Linked DNA regions of Rattus norvegicus: region 1 is linked to region 2. The links are chromatin contacts, called in public Hi-C maps. All regions are on one chromosome and are shown on one strand. The core of a region is the stretch at or near the end of the contact, and the rest is flanking DNA. Distances in the headings are between cores, read along the strand shown.

Region 1 (7,387 bases), core at 4,544-7,043, 470 kb before region 2:
CCCAGATATGAAGAAGGCAAGGCAGTGAGCTTGCCTGTCTTCCTCAGCTTGCTGGCAAATGCATCTATTTGGTTGTTGCTGCTACCATTTTGTGCTGATATTGGAACCCAGCTTCTAAGACCTTCCAGTTGAACTGAAGACCGTGGTTCTCCAGAAATCACGTAGGCCTTCAGCAGGATGACTGAGGCAACCAACCTTGAAGACTAGCCAGCTACTGACCTAGTCTCTATAATGTATGCATAGCTGTTGTTGTACCCCATATTGTGTAAGTCAATCCATTAAATACCCCTTTGTAATACATACATTCTGCTGTTCTGCTTTCCTATTGGACCCTAAGTCGGATGCAATAATATAAAATTCTGATGTGCATGTATACATAGTCATAGCTTTTAAATGTTTTAAGATAGTAAATGACAATAGGTTAACACACTATGTAATTATGCATGCATGAGTGCATGAACATGTATAGAGAGAAAATATTTGGAGTATATTTTAGCAAATTAATTGAGGTAAATGATTTCAGAGAATTTGCCCATTTCTCTCCAGTAAGCACGATTAAATGTAAAAATAGGTTTAAAGGTGTATTTTAATGACTGGTTTCTATAAGTAAATATGTTTGGGGGTATATATACATAATCAAAAGTGATCAAGAACATGGCCTTAATAAGCTAAAGCAAAGGAGGAGGGTTGGAATTTCTTTTTTTTTTCTTCCAAAGTAGCTATAGGAAAACTAAAAAAAAAAAAAAAAAAAAAAAAAAAAAAAAAAAAAAAGCCTATCAATTCATGGGAAGAGAGAGCTGAGGTGTGTGTAGGCTGACACTGTGGTAATCCTGTAGTTGGGTGCCCTCTATAGCTCTGTGCTTTGAGAAGGGAGTTGAAAGAACATCTTTAGGCAGAGGCTGCTGGTTTGAACATCCCAGACCCAGGTTAAGGGAACAAACTGTAATCTGAACCAACCCAGTCACTTTTTCTCCTTGCCTATGACCATACCTTGAACCAAGTAGGTAGTACCTATCACTCCCTGTAGAACAAGGTCACGTACAAAGTCAAGGATTGTCTCCTAATTTCCAAAGCATCAGGCAGTTATGGTAGCCCTGAGAGAAATGGATCTTCTAGTCATGCTTTCACCTAAGGAGTAGATGGTACCTCCTCAAACTTTCTCTCCAAACAGTTGCTTACTTGGAAAAGGAGTTGCTATTGTCATTCTCAGCAGCTTTTTGAAAAACATCTTCGCTGGCATCCAAAATCTGACTCACTGTGGTTACAGCAACTTTTTTTGCCTGTGAGAGAGAAGGCACATCACATATGTGTCCTGCATAATTGTCACTACGATCGTGGTAGCCAATAACATGATTAGCATGATGATCAAAGGAAAGTAATTTTTTTTAATCAAAGTTTCAGTTTGAGATCTAGCTGAGACAGAGAAAAGACACAATAAGGAGTAAAGACATAAATGAAGCTGGTGATGTAGGATGCTTAGGGTTTGGAATTTGACTTCATAAGATCATTCCCAGAGCCCTTTCCACTCAAAAACAATTGGCTTGGATAAAAGTTGACCAAACCATTGCTGCAATGCCACCTGCCCAAGCCTCATGGCCCACAATATTCAGCATAACTTAAATACTTAGTGTCAGGTGTAACAACTTAGTTATCAGTAAAATTGTTTTCTGATAATCGAACGCTTGGGAGTGTTAGAGACATAGTCCTTTTATTCCTATGAGTGATTTTTCTATAAACTTTACAGTCAGAAATGCATATTCTTTGACTTCTGTCTTTAATTACCTTGTTACTTAAAACCTACTTTTCAAAGGACCTTTGGTAATTGGGACGAGTTTTGAAAGAAGGTATTTGTAAAACACAAAGGAGACAAGTGTGCTGATATAATTCATTTTGAAAGGCTTACAGCCCTGCTGACCAAAACAAGAACTCCACTGATGACACGTGTTGAGTATAACTTCCTTTTCTTTATGTTTGATAATTTAGAAGGCCATAATATTAGACCTGCAAACCTGGATTAAGGCCTTTGAGCAACCCAGGGACCAACCTTTGAGTATGCTTGTCACAACATGCAAAGCTTGAAAGATGTATTTTCAGGGCAAGTGTATAGGAAAACTGTTTATTTGTGGTAGAACAGGTATGGCACAGTTTAATAAATTTGTTAATCTGTACATATGAAAGTTAAAGAGGCTTTTTTATTCCAAGACATGCCGGGATATCCGATGTAATAATAACCATCATATCAATCCCAGAGGATATTTAGACAAGGAGTTTAACTTCTTTGAGCATCTCCCCAAGAAGGGTTCTCTGTTCAGTGGTCCTAACACCACCCAAATCATAGGATTAGGAATAGGATTCGGGATGTTCCTCCCATTTCAGAGCTTTGGGAACCAAACCTAAGGCCCTGCAGATGCTTATGAAACACTACCAATAGGCTACAATCCCAAACATCTCTTATGACTTAAAATCTTGGGTTTTCAGTCCCCAGAGGGACATGCATGCTATGTACTCACTTATAAGTGGACATTAGCCATAAAATACAGGATACCCATGCAACACTCCACAGGCCTAAAGAAGCTAAACAAGAAGGAAGGAGCAAGCAAGGATGCTTGAATCTCACTTAGAAGGGGAATAAAGTAGTCATAAGAGGCAGATGGGAGGAGGGAACTGGGAGGGAATGGGGATGGGGAGGGTTCATGATCAGGTGTGGGGAGGGACAGGAGATTGACAGGTGCAGAGAGCTGGGGGGATCTCCAGGATGTGGCAGAAACCTGGGATGAGGGAGGCACCCAAGAATCAATGGAGTGACCTTAGCTGTCATATCACTGGGGCTATGGAATCGGAAGAAGTCACCTTCTGTAACCAGGCAGAAAAACCCCACTGGAGTGCCCACAAAACTTCCCACCCAAAATTTATCCTGTCTATAAGAAATGCATGAATGGGGGATGGAACAGAGACTGAGGAAATCACCATCCAGTAACTGGCCCAACTTGAGACCCATCCCATGGGAAAGCACCAATCCCTGACACTATTAATGATGCTCTGTTATGCTTGCAGACAGGAGCCTAGCATGACTGTTCTCTGAGAGACTCTACCCAGCAGCTGACTCAGACAGATGCAGACACCCATAGCCAAGCAGTGGATGCAGTTTGGTGACACCTATAGAATAGGGGAAAGGGTTGTGGGACTGAACTGGATAGGAAGGGTTGTTCTTCATGTAGGTCCCAAACAACTGGAGCAGGGGCTATTCCAAAAGCTGTTGCCTACCCTTGAGATATGTTCTTCCAGTTGGGCTGCCTTGTCTGGCCACAGCGGGAGAGGATGTGTCTAGCCTCTGATGTATCAGGGTGGGAGAATATTCAGGGGGCCCCCACCCACTCAGAGGAGAAGGGGAGTGGGGATAGGAGGAAGAATTGTGGGAGGGAATGACCAGGAGGTGGGCAATGAGAGGTATGTCTAGTGAATAAAACAAATCTTATGTTTTACCTCACTATTAGCATTTCTGGTTTTATTGAAGATCTGTCCAACCACTGTAGTAGCAGAAGTGATGTTCTCAGCTGTCAGTTTACTGGCATCTGTTGTTAAAACCTGAGCATCTGAAGAAATATTCTGAGAGTTGTTCGAGATGTCGTTTATCTGTTTAAAAGTAGTTTTGTTTGGGGAGAGGGCAGGAAAAAAAAAGTAGTTTTGTTTGTTTCAAAAGGTCTAGTTTATACAAGTATTCCTAAACATTTTGCAAATGACTGCAGTTGAATGAGCTGTTTAACCGAGCCTTTGTTTGTCCCTTTCTTTGTGTAAGGGATACAGTTTACAAAGCCCAGGCAATTTCCTCATTCTCTACTATCTGCTTGCATTATATTAAGAGTGAGGAAGTGCTGTAATCATGTCTTCACGGAGCTGGGGTTAAAATGTGGGGATGGAATGAACTTAGCTTTACACTTAGCTTTACACTAGATGGCACCATAACGTCAAAAACCAAACTTGTACTCAACTTGTACCGAGGCAGTAGAAAAAAAAATTTAAATTCAACAGCCAAGTCTGTGCTGCGCGCACTGGTGTTTTAAGGTGTGATGTTACATAATTTATAATAGGAAATGGTTCTGTAAGCTGAGCTCCCTCATATCACTTAAAGACTTAGAGAACTTTAGAAGCTTCTTCTAAGTTTACACAGCTTCAAAACCACAGAGAGTCTACTTGTCAGACTCCAGAATCTGCACTATTTCTTTCAGCATGTGTGATTGACAGCTACCTGCACATCCTATTTCCCATTCCCAACCCACCCACATCCTGGCCATCTGTGATAAGGGAGTTGCTGTGGTTCGTTCTAGATTTTAAACTTAGCAGTAGCTGTGTGTCTGCTTGGTGATGGTCCCTAGCAAAAGCGTCTCACTGAAGAGTTCTACTTTTTCTCACCTATAATAATTTTATCTGTAATGTTTGTTTAAAACTTAAACATGATTTCAAAAACTTAGCAGTGTACTCAAAATGTCTTAAATGGTACAGGCAAATCTCCAATTGGTTTACATTTCGTTTATTTATTTATTGGCTTTGGTGTAGCAATTCAAAAGTGATTTACTCAGTACTAACCACACATTGAACTTTTATTTGGCCTTTTCCTCCTATATGCTAGCAACGTGGAGATGGGATACACTTTCATAATTCTGGACAGCAGTAAGCCATGGTTTCTAGTCATTTACAAGATGATGAAAATAACAACTGACCACTTTATAGAGTGTGCTGCGTTGGTTAACCCTGGTGCTGAGTAGATTAGGTGAATTAAATACATTTTAAATTTACAGTGGGCTTATCAGGTCTTAATCACATTTTATGATCCAGGATCATCTGGATTTGGTAGCTGTAAATGATCATTGTTGGCATTAGCTGCAATTACCTTTAGTATGGAAATGGTATCCAATTTGATAAAGAAGAAATAAGATAGATATAAAATACCTGAACAAAGACATCCCTACATCAAAGTTTTCAGCTTCTTCCTCTTCTTGCATGAGCATACAAGTTAGCACTTCCATGCGTGCTCTATTGTCTATCCCTCAGTCCATATAAATTAGGATGAATGGAAACATATCTAGTCATCAATCGTTATTTTGCTAGCTCATGGATATAGCCCCGAGACTAAAGACAGTCTGAAGTTGTCTGTGACTATGGGTCATTGTTCTGTTTTGTTTTTTGTTTTTGTTTTTTGTTTTTTTTTCATTCCTTTTGATGGAGTAGATCATCTTTGGTTTATGAAGCCAGGATTCTATGTTCAGTCAAAGCTTGATCAGTCTATAAATATAAGGCCATTTACAATATTTTCTAGGCTACCACTTGCTGAAATAAAATGTCAACGTTAAACAGGGGCAACTTTAACCAAATAAGAATGGTTTCACTTACTGGTTTTGTGATCTGTAATTTGAGAGTTTTAAGAGCATTGATTTGTCCATCAGGTATGTGAAGACCAAAGAATTGGCCTAGACTCAGAATGTATCCCAGTTGCCCAGTGGGTGGGCTAGAAGGCTTACCTGCTTCTCCAGAATCTCTAGATTTTTATCACAGTTTCCTATTGTAACATTTAGTGCTTCTATCACTCCATACTCAGAAACACCACACAGCCGAGTTGCTTGAGGCTGGCCCGCTTCAATAAAAGAGGAAAAGAAGAAATGAGCACAATGCCAGATGTGGAACTCACTGCATGCATACTTCATGCCACTGCGATTCTGCGGAGCCTGGCATGGATTCACTCTTGAATCTGGGCTGACCTGTGACTGACCTTGGTCAGTGGAGTGTGGTGCCAATACGTGACTCCCAGCACCTGGGCCTCAAACATTCTTTCAGTTTCGGTCTCCACCGTGTTAGGATGTTAGAGTGCTTTCTTGAAGTAATATATGAGGAAGTGAGTTTAATGATTGGAAGACAGACTATGTACTACTGGATTGAGGTGCTGTAGCTAATGGCCAGCGTACATGTTCCCCAAATGAACATTCTGGCTGCCACAACCAACTCATAGAATGGGGAGATACCTAAAGCATTGTTGTTTTAGGATAAACATTTGGAGTTATTTTAATACCTTGTTGTAGAAAAGTCAACCAGTTGCCAAAGTATTCTGCACAAATTGTCTTGATTTTTAAAATGGGAGCTTCTGGCATGACCAGTCTGGTTGCTATTACTCTTCTCTTTGTCTCAAGAAAGATTTACTTTCTAGCACAGGAATGAAATGACTTTGAACCGGACTCAATGAAGGTATACTAGGCTAAGACCAGAACCGATATGAAAATTTCTTACTGGCTATTAAGATATATGTCAATCCTTTATCTCTGCAAATCTGGGTGACTCCCCAAAGACAGAATTACAGAGTATTGCAGCAAATGCTAGATGTTCTATTGGCTCTCAGTAAAGCATTTCCTGGGGCGGGTTTGTTTCCTCAGATTACCTGAACTTTCCACCTCATTCTCATCCAATTAGTACTGATTCATAATATGTATAGGTAAAATCACAATTAAAGGGTGGCTAATCACTCAGGAAATGTTTTCTCAGGATCAATATAAAGATATATATAGATATAGATATAGATATAGATACAGATAGATATAGATATAGATATCTATCTTTAAAATGACATGGACTCAATCTGAAATTCAACGGTACATATAATAAACATTTTCATAATAGCTACTCAAGAGTCAGATAACTGTCAAACAAAAGGTGATACCGAGACTGTCTTAGCACCTCCAAAGTGTTAGATCAAACAGCTGTGCTGACGATCATGGACATATTTCTGATACTTAATTTTCCAACTCATAGCATGCAGTTATGATTTGTAAGTTGTATCTGGTTTATAAAACATAAAAATGTAAGGTATATACATATAGAAACTGAAGCTAACAGTTATCCATAGGCGTACTGTAGAGTATAATGTTGTCTATAAAACATGCATAGTAAAAAAATATATTGACATGTTCCTTTAGCTTTCTGAGCTATTAAGAGGCCTGTGCTGTCTAGTTTTGTGCCAAGTTGACACAAACTATAGTCATCTGAGAGATGGGAACTTCATTGAGAAAATGGTCCCATGAGATCTGGCTGCAGATCTGCACTGTTCTTGTGGTAAAACAGATCCCAGGGGAAACACATACCATTTACAGTGTTTGGTCCACATATTTGAAAAGAAGGTCCATATCTGCCCACTGGGATTTTGCCGAAGGTGAAGTTCATGAAGGTACTATTTTCACAGAAATTAGCTGTAATGAAAACACATTTCTCTCGTTATTAACTATATTTTCTATTTTTGAAATTTGAAAATGGGTGAAAGATGAAGTTCAGAACCTTTGAGTTGTGGTTTGCCCTGAAGTTACTGTGTTTTGATGCTAATTCCGCTGCCTCAAGGACAGCTGCCTAG
Region 2 (7,613 bases), core at 4,454-6,953:
GGCTGTCATCATGCCACAAAATGAATATATTGAATTGCACCGCAAACGATATGGATATAGTTTGAACTACCATGAGAAAAAAAGAAAGAAAGAAGGTCGGGAGACCCATGAACGTTCAAAGAAGACAAAAAGAAAAAAGAAAAAAATTGATTGGCCTGAAGGCTAAGCTCTACCACAAACAGCGCCAGCCGAGAAAATATAAATGAAAAGGATGCATGAAAAGAAAAACACCAAGCAGAAGGATGATGAGAAAACTCCACAGGGAGCAATCCCTGCCTATCTGCTGGACACAGGGCCAGTAGAGCACAAAAGTACTTTCCAACATGAAAAGCAGTAACAAAAAGAAAGGCGGGAAAATGAAAAGTTCCTCTACCCAAAGTTCGTGCTTAAGGAGAAACAGAAGCTTGAAAGTTACTTGAACAGGAAAAAGAAAAAGGAAGTCAGGGAAGAGAATAGTTACTAGTCTGCTTTGTTGGTGATTTTACAAGAAAACCACCTAAATATGAAAGGTTCATTAGGCCAATGGGCCTACGTTGCAAAAAAGCCCATCTTTCACACTCTGAGCTGAATACTACCTTTTGCCCACCTATTATCTGTGTGAAAAAGAATCCCTTCTCCCCATTACATACAACCCTGAGTGAGATCACCAGAGGCACAGTCGTTGATGTGAATGTGAGCAAGCTGGGCCTTGGGACACAGAGGCAAGGTGACTTGGGGAAAGTGTGCTCAAGTTACCAACAATCCTGAAAACGATGGGTGCGTAAATGCAGTCTTGCTGGTCTGACAGTGACGGCATCATACAAGTCATTCCACTCACTACCAAAGACTACACACTGTGAGGAATACACCATCGCTGTGCTCTTTCTGAACTAGCCTTACCCCGTGTGCAGTCATCAAGAAGTACTTAAATTGTAAAGGAAAATGAAACACTGCCCAATTTACAGTTGGTCTTTAAAAAAGACAAAGCAGGCAGGAGAGATGGCTCTGTGTTAAGGGCACTGACTGCTCTTCCAGAGGATCTGGGAACACTGTGGAAGCTGGTGAAGAAAGAATGTGTGTGCTGGAGGGAGGTGTGGGATGGGTGGCCGTATGTCTTGCAGGTATAACATGTTTACCCACCTCCATCTTGCACTAGAAACTACACTGGCCTGGTAGCCATGGCAACACCTGAAGAAAAAGCCAGGTCTATGGAGACAAATCTATTGACTGGCTTTAGTAGAAAAAGAAAAAAAAAAAAAAAGAGGGAATGCCTCACTTCCTGCGCTCAAGTGATCCCCCTGCCTCAGTGATCACTCCAACCCCCAACTAGTGTCATTAGTTTTAGCCTACCTAAGGTGCATATATGACAAACGTTTAATCTGCAGATACAATACTGATAAAAGAAAGAGAACAAAACAGCCTCGAGAGCAGAAGTTTTGAGCAAACTTGTATCAGTTTATTTACAATTGTAATTTATAAACAGTAACACAAACATCTTTACATTAATATTATGAAAAAAGTCCCATAGCTGAGATGGTTGAAAAATGAGACTTCAGGACATTTCAAAGAGGGTGTCAAGAAAATGGAAGAAATGAAATACAACAGTTTGGGAGAAGAGTTATAAATATCAAGTACCTCACAGGGTGCAATCTCATGCAAATGTCTTCAACCACTCAAATACACTGTTTTTATTTAGATATCAGAATAGAGTTCTTTTAATTATGTTATCTTTTATTCACTTGATTTCCATTATGCAAATTAAAACACTGGCTACTAGTGGGGTACACCTAGATACTTCTATCAACCAACCCCTTGGAGAAAATCTATGACATTGTATGACTTGGCAGGTTATGTTTACTATTTTTCAAACAGATTTTATAAAAATCATCCCATGGTCCAAAGATGTTCTGGATCTCTCAGCACAGTGGCTAATATGGGCCACAGAAATTAATCTGAGCAAGCTGCAAAACAAGCAGGCCGCTTCTGGCTTTTTTTTTTTTTCCCAGAGTACAAGAATGAAAAAAAAGTTTCAACTACTGAGATTTTACTGAGAAGACAAAACCAAAAAATTTTTTAGAAAGTGATAGAAAAACAATAAAATTTCTGTAGCTCTCTGATTATCTATTTTTAAACTGGACATTAGTGTGGTCACAGGTGATCATTTCAAGGAGGATAATCAGTGTGTTCAAAACATTTGAAACAGCCTAGACCAAATGACCCATGACATTCTTACAGATACAATTCTGTCCCCCGAGTGCTAATTTTAACCTAACATGCCTACTTACTTCTAATGCTGTTAACTGTTCCTTAGCAAACCCTGGGATGAGGCTCTCTGTCTCTGAGTCAATTGTCTCTGAATAATTACCCACTGGAGCAAAGATGGGGCGAAGCTGACACTTCAGGGTCTCCTAGGGACTGTACTGGAGTTGCTATGATCTCCATCCATTCTATCAAACAGACTTCAATCTTTTTAAGAACAGAAACAGTGAGCTAATTATGAATCTAACCATTTATTTTCCAATAATGCTCATTGTAGTAAAACTCAATGTAGCAATTAAATCTCTTCAACTAATTCTATCCATAAATTTCAGTGAAGACATTGCAAATACGTATGTGTACAGTTGTTTTAGAACCGAAAATGATGCATGTCTTTAAAACAGCTCTTCAAAACAGAACTGCATTCTAAGCCCTTGATCCATAGGGCACAAGGCCAGTTACTTAAAAGTCATTTAATAACTGACCTTTATAATAAATCATCATATAAAACCAAAGATGCAAAAGAAATTTTTAAAAAAGTGTACCCATCCCGAGATTGATTACAATAATTTGCATTTAGACCCTCTCCTCAGGCACCCCGTGAGCAAATCAAAGGTCTCTGGTTAGTATTGAGTCAGGAAATATATTTTCATGTTTCTCTTCGTTGCCTTAATTTCTCTTAAATAACTTTCTTTTACATTAACTTTCCAAAGCATCCAACACTTTCATGATCTGCTGTTTTATGGCTCTGGTAGCATCTCCTGCATTGGGAATCAAATACCTATGGAGGAAAGACAGACATATGTATTAATACAGCACGCTCCCTTCAGACCTCTGTTGAGATGTCACATAAAGGTAGCAAAGATGCCCTGCTATGTGCTCCATAAACTTCCCTCAGCAGATGATCAAACTGCTCCTTGAAAATCCAAAAGTCAAAGCCAGGGACTTCTCATGTTACACAGCTAAGATTCTCTGAACTACCTAAGTATCTAAGCATGTGTAATGTGCAAAGAAAACACAGGTAACCACTGTGCTTGCTGTCTAGTACAGATGTCATTTAAGCTGCTACAGTTAGGATTTGATGGCATCCAATTCCACAGACAATGACAGCTCCAGGACCTGCTAGTCTGACCTCAAGCAAAACATTAGGTTGTCTAAAACAGATTCAAACCATCTCTAGGGTGGGAAGTTTTGATGATAGAAAATAAAACACCAACTTAGCATTCTAAGACAAATTTATTTCCCCACAAATCAGCATTTAATATAGCATTTGTATAATTCTTTTTCTAAACAATGTTTTACTTGTGTATATGCATTGTGCACATGCACTGCATGTCTTTTTTTGTTTTGGTTTGATTTTGAGTTTTTTTGTGTAGCCCTGGCTGTCCTGGAACTCATTCTGTAGGACATGATGGTCTTGAACTCAGATCCACCTGCCCCTGCCTCCTTAGTGCTGGGATTAAAGAAGTGTGCCACCCCAACCAGCTTGTCTTGCCTGGCGGGGAGGGGGAGTATAGCATCTGTGAGCCACTGCACGTGGGTTCTAGATGCTGGGAACTGAGGTCTGGCCCTCATGACAGAGTCTCTAGACTGTTACGGTATTTCTTCTTGTTTGTTTCTATATTACACTTACTTAGTGGGGGTGCAGGGTACTTATGTCAGAGTGTTAAGTCGAGCTCAGGGACTCGACTCCTCAGGCTTGGCAACAAGTGCCTTTACCTGATAAGCCATCCCTCTTGATGTCTAGATTATTCTTAATGACTCTGAGGTGACGTCTGCCACAGTGTAACTGAAATCATGCACCAGTGTAGAAGCCACTTATGAGCACTCTAGGAAGATTACAGATGAGGTGTTCCCAGAGCGGAGCACCTCAGTCAATACCCACTCAGAAAAATCAAGAAGGAGCCTGCACTTAATGGGTTGCATTGATTCAGATAATAATAATAATAATAATAATAATAATAATAATAATAATAATAATAATAATAAAATCTTACCTTTCGATAGCCAAGATTTCTATCCCGGAAGCACTGCTGTTTCCATACTTGAAGGTAATTAGCTCAGGATGTTTTTTTTTGGACGTAATTTTAACTACAGAATTTAGTGCTTGTCGAGACTGGATATAAGCCAGTCCTTTCCTCGAAAGAATCTCCCTTAAGCAGTACATATGTGTGGCCGTAACCAACAGATGACTTGAAAAAAAAGGAAGCTTAAATGAATAGGGTTCCAACAGACATAGTTCAACAGCTCCAACTGTAAACAAATTCAGCTTTAAAGAATTATTTTGAGTTACCTATGAATATATTTGATGAACAAGCTATATATTTTTATTTAATTTTATGTAAAATAGCTTTAATTAACAGATAATACCACATTACTTAAGAGTAAAGGTATGTTTAATAGTGAAAAGTTGAGTATAATATATAATGTTTAAGTTTTAATGGACTGTCCTGCCATTCTCAGAATTTTTAACAGATTATATGTATCCAAAACTACTCTCCGTCTAAGCCCACTTGGCAACTGTTGGGTTTCCTTACATATTTTGTAATATTCTGCAACTAAATCTTGAAGGCAAAATGGGCACAGATTAAAAGCAATTAAAAGAGAAAACCTCAAAACTCTCAGAATTTAGCTGTCTTCCAGCATAACAAACAGGAGGCAAACTGCTGAACAGGCCTAGAACGTGAACCATTTTGCTCCCTGGCCTAGCTTTGTGAGGAGAACAGGTATGTAAGAGAAAGGGCGAGGCCCACGAGACACTGCGCGACAAGAGGCAGGCAGTAGCAGGCAGTGCAGGACGGACCCAGAAGAGAAGGGAAACTGGCAAGGCTGACTCGGGAACACTGGAAACACTGGGGATGACCTAGGGCAGCATTAACTCAGTAACCTTCATTCTGGTGAACGATGGCACTGGAGTTACAACAGAAACTGCCCATATCCTTGGGACATACTGCCCATATCCTTGGGACATGCGTGCTGAGCACTTAGGGTGAGGTGGCCTGAACAGCCTGACTGTGCCACACTTACTGTGGGGACTGTGAAGAGCTGCCAAGCCAACGTGTCCAGGAGAGGGGCATCAGAGCCTGTCTCAGAATCTCCAAAATACTAAGTGCCTAAGACCTTTAAAAACAGACACTTAATGCGGGTTGACAGTGAGAAATTAGGCCTTTAGCACTTGAATAAAGGTCCCTGGCAATTTACTTTTATATTAGCCTTTCCTAATTCGAGTTACTTGCAAAAAGATTTTCAAAAGTACCTGGGAAACATATGCCCGCTTTCTTTTACTTCTTTACAAGGAAAATGGTGCTTGATGTCTGGCTTGTTGATCCAGGTCTGGATGTTTACGACTTCCTTTCTATCATCATCTGACATGGAAGAGCTGTCGATCTCATCTGAGGTCAGAGAAGTGTTAAAGGGCGTCAGCACCATGGACACAGGGCACCAAGGGAACCGCATAAGAAGCACTTTGAACCCTATTGGCTCTGTTACAGGGTCATTGGGAAACAACCCCTTAGTCCAGTCAAACTACTGGGAGTACATTTTGCAGGGTTTTGATAAAAGATGAGCAACTATGGTCTGACGCATCAGTGAGAAGCAGCTGTCTTGGGGCAGGGGAGGAAGTCTCTGACTTGTAGATAGAAAATAACACTAAGTTCGGTCTCCATACATCAGAAAATGTTTTTCAATGGAAATAAACATTCTAATTTTGTTTTCCTAAATTAAGAATTGCAGTGCCTCGGGTTAAGAATTCCCCCTTTGTCTTCGTGTGTGTTCCTAGAGTGCAAGTGTGGGCATATGCCTGTGGGGGCCAGAGGACAGCTGCTGCTATCACTCCTCAGAAGCCAACCGCTCTTTATAGTTTTGAATTTTTATATTTCTGTATTTTTATTTATGTGAGCGTGTGTGTCAGTCTATATCATGCGTGGGACAGAAGAGAACACTAGATTCCCTAGAGGGCTCCCTGCCATGATGCTGGAAGCAAGTTCAGGTCCTCTGGAGAAGTGAGTGTTCCTAACTGCTGAGCCATCTCTCAGCCTTACTTAACGCGCGTGCGCGCGCGCGCGCGTGTGTGTGTGTGTGTGTGTGTGTGTGTGTGCGCGCATGCGCACATGTGTGGGTGTGAGGTATGGAGGCAGAGGTTCTCTTATAAGAATCAGATCTACCTGCACATGATGTGTGTCCTGAACTCAAGTTACCATGCTTGCTTGGCAGCAAGCCCCTCACCTACTGAACCATCTGACCAGCTTGCTCCCTTTCCCCCTCCCTGCTCCCCTCCTCACCCCTTCCACCCCTCCCCGCCCCTCCCCTGCCCCTCTTTTTTTTTTTTTTTTGAGACATCCACCTTTGTTTTGAGACAGTGTTTGTCACTGCCCTGGAGCTCATAGGCTCACTAGGCTGGCTGGGTGTGAACAAACCCCGGGGATCCACTCATCTCTTCATCCTGGTGGGTGGTATTGCCAGCATGGGCCCCTCTGCTAACTAGTTTCATGACAACTTAACAAAGTAATTATGAAAGAAAACCTCAGTTGAAAAAATGCCCCATTAGATTGGCCTGAGGGAGCCTGTGCGTGTTTTATTATTGATGATTGATACGGGCAGACCAGATTACTCTATGTGGTGCCACCCATGGCTGGTAGTTCTTAGTGCTGTGAGAAAGTAGGCTGAGCAAGGCAGTAAGTAGCCCTCCCTCCACGATCTGGCTTTGTTTCTGTCCTCAGAGATGGAGTATGACCGCAGAACTGGAGGGTGAAATAAACCCTTTTTTCTCTAAGTTGTTTTGGTCATAGTGTTTTATCCCAGCAATTGAAAACCTAAGTTTGTCAGCCACCATAGTTAACTGTTTTTGTTTTCTTGGTGAGACGGTTTCTCTGTGTAGCCCTGGGTGCCCTGGGACTCACTCTATAAACCAGACTGGTCTCGAACAGACAGCCTCTGCCTCTGCCTCTGAAGTGCTGGGATTAAAGGCGAGTGCCACCCCCGCCTTCTTCCAGAAGTAGAAGAGAGGACTGGACTCAGGTTCGCACTTTATTGAGTGGGCTATCTCCCGGCACCTTTGCTTTCAGTGACTTGTTCACGATAGAGACAACACTAAAGAAAATGTCAGGCGTCAACCCTCCAGCCCTCAGGTTGTTATTCCCTCCTCTGGGCACCTTCTCTTTGCCAATAGGGACTTCCCGTGTGAACAGTCCTACAGGGGTCCTTCCTGTAATCAATGTGCTCATCTTCAGAATGCAGAAGCATCTGCATCTATCTGAGAGAGGCAGTGAAGTACAACACAGTCTTCTGGGACTGCTACCCGTCTCCCAACACTGTAGCAGTCATGCATGCTGACGCATACAGTTCCAGTGTCCCCCTTTTGCTATGTCCAACTTTCCATC

Evidence for each region. Hi-C and Micro-C count contacts between places; a contact is called where the count stands out from the background.
Region 1: a contact with region 2 is called in a Hi-C map of liver, with 5 times the contacts expected there. The contact joins two enhancer-like sites. A contact is called at or near these places in 7 of 12 Hi-C or Micro-C datasets (the A7r5 cell line, Schwann cells, frontal cortex and 3 more).

Annotation. Positions count from the first base shown.
Region 1 is chr11:57,298,732-57,306,118 of GRCr8, reverse strand. Adgrg7 (adhesion G protein-coupled receptor G7) reads right to left here. Exons shown (of 16, transcript NM_001107098.1): 3 at 7,125-7,229; 4 at 5,517-5,629; 5 at 3,484-3,633; 6 at 1,180-1,280. Among named protein-coding and RNA genes, the nearest start is that of Adgrg7, 20 kb to the right of the region's middle. Within about 2 kb of position 5,793, at least 2 of the 93 cell types and tissues checked have an H3K27ac peak or open chromatin away from gene starts, as enhancers often do. A contact at or near this core is called in liver, where this site is marked.
Region 2 is chr11:56,824,426-56,832,038 of GRCr8, reverse strand. It overlaps Tbc1d23 (TBC1 domain family, member 23), which reads right to left. Exons shown (of 19, transcript NM_001371895.1): 17 at 5,492-5,627; 18 at 4,233-4,427; 19 at 1,414-3,016. The coding sequence ends at 2,935. It also overlaps the pseudogene LOC108352326. Among named protein-coding and RNA genes, the nearest start is that of Nit2, 4.9 kb to the left of the region's middle. Within about 2 kb of position 5,703, at least 2 of the 93 cell types and tissues checked have an H3K27ac peak or open chromatin away from gene starts, as enhancers often do. A contact at or near this core is called in liver, where this site is marked.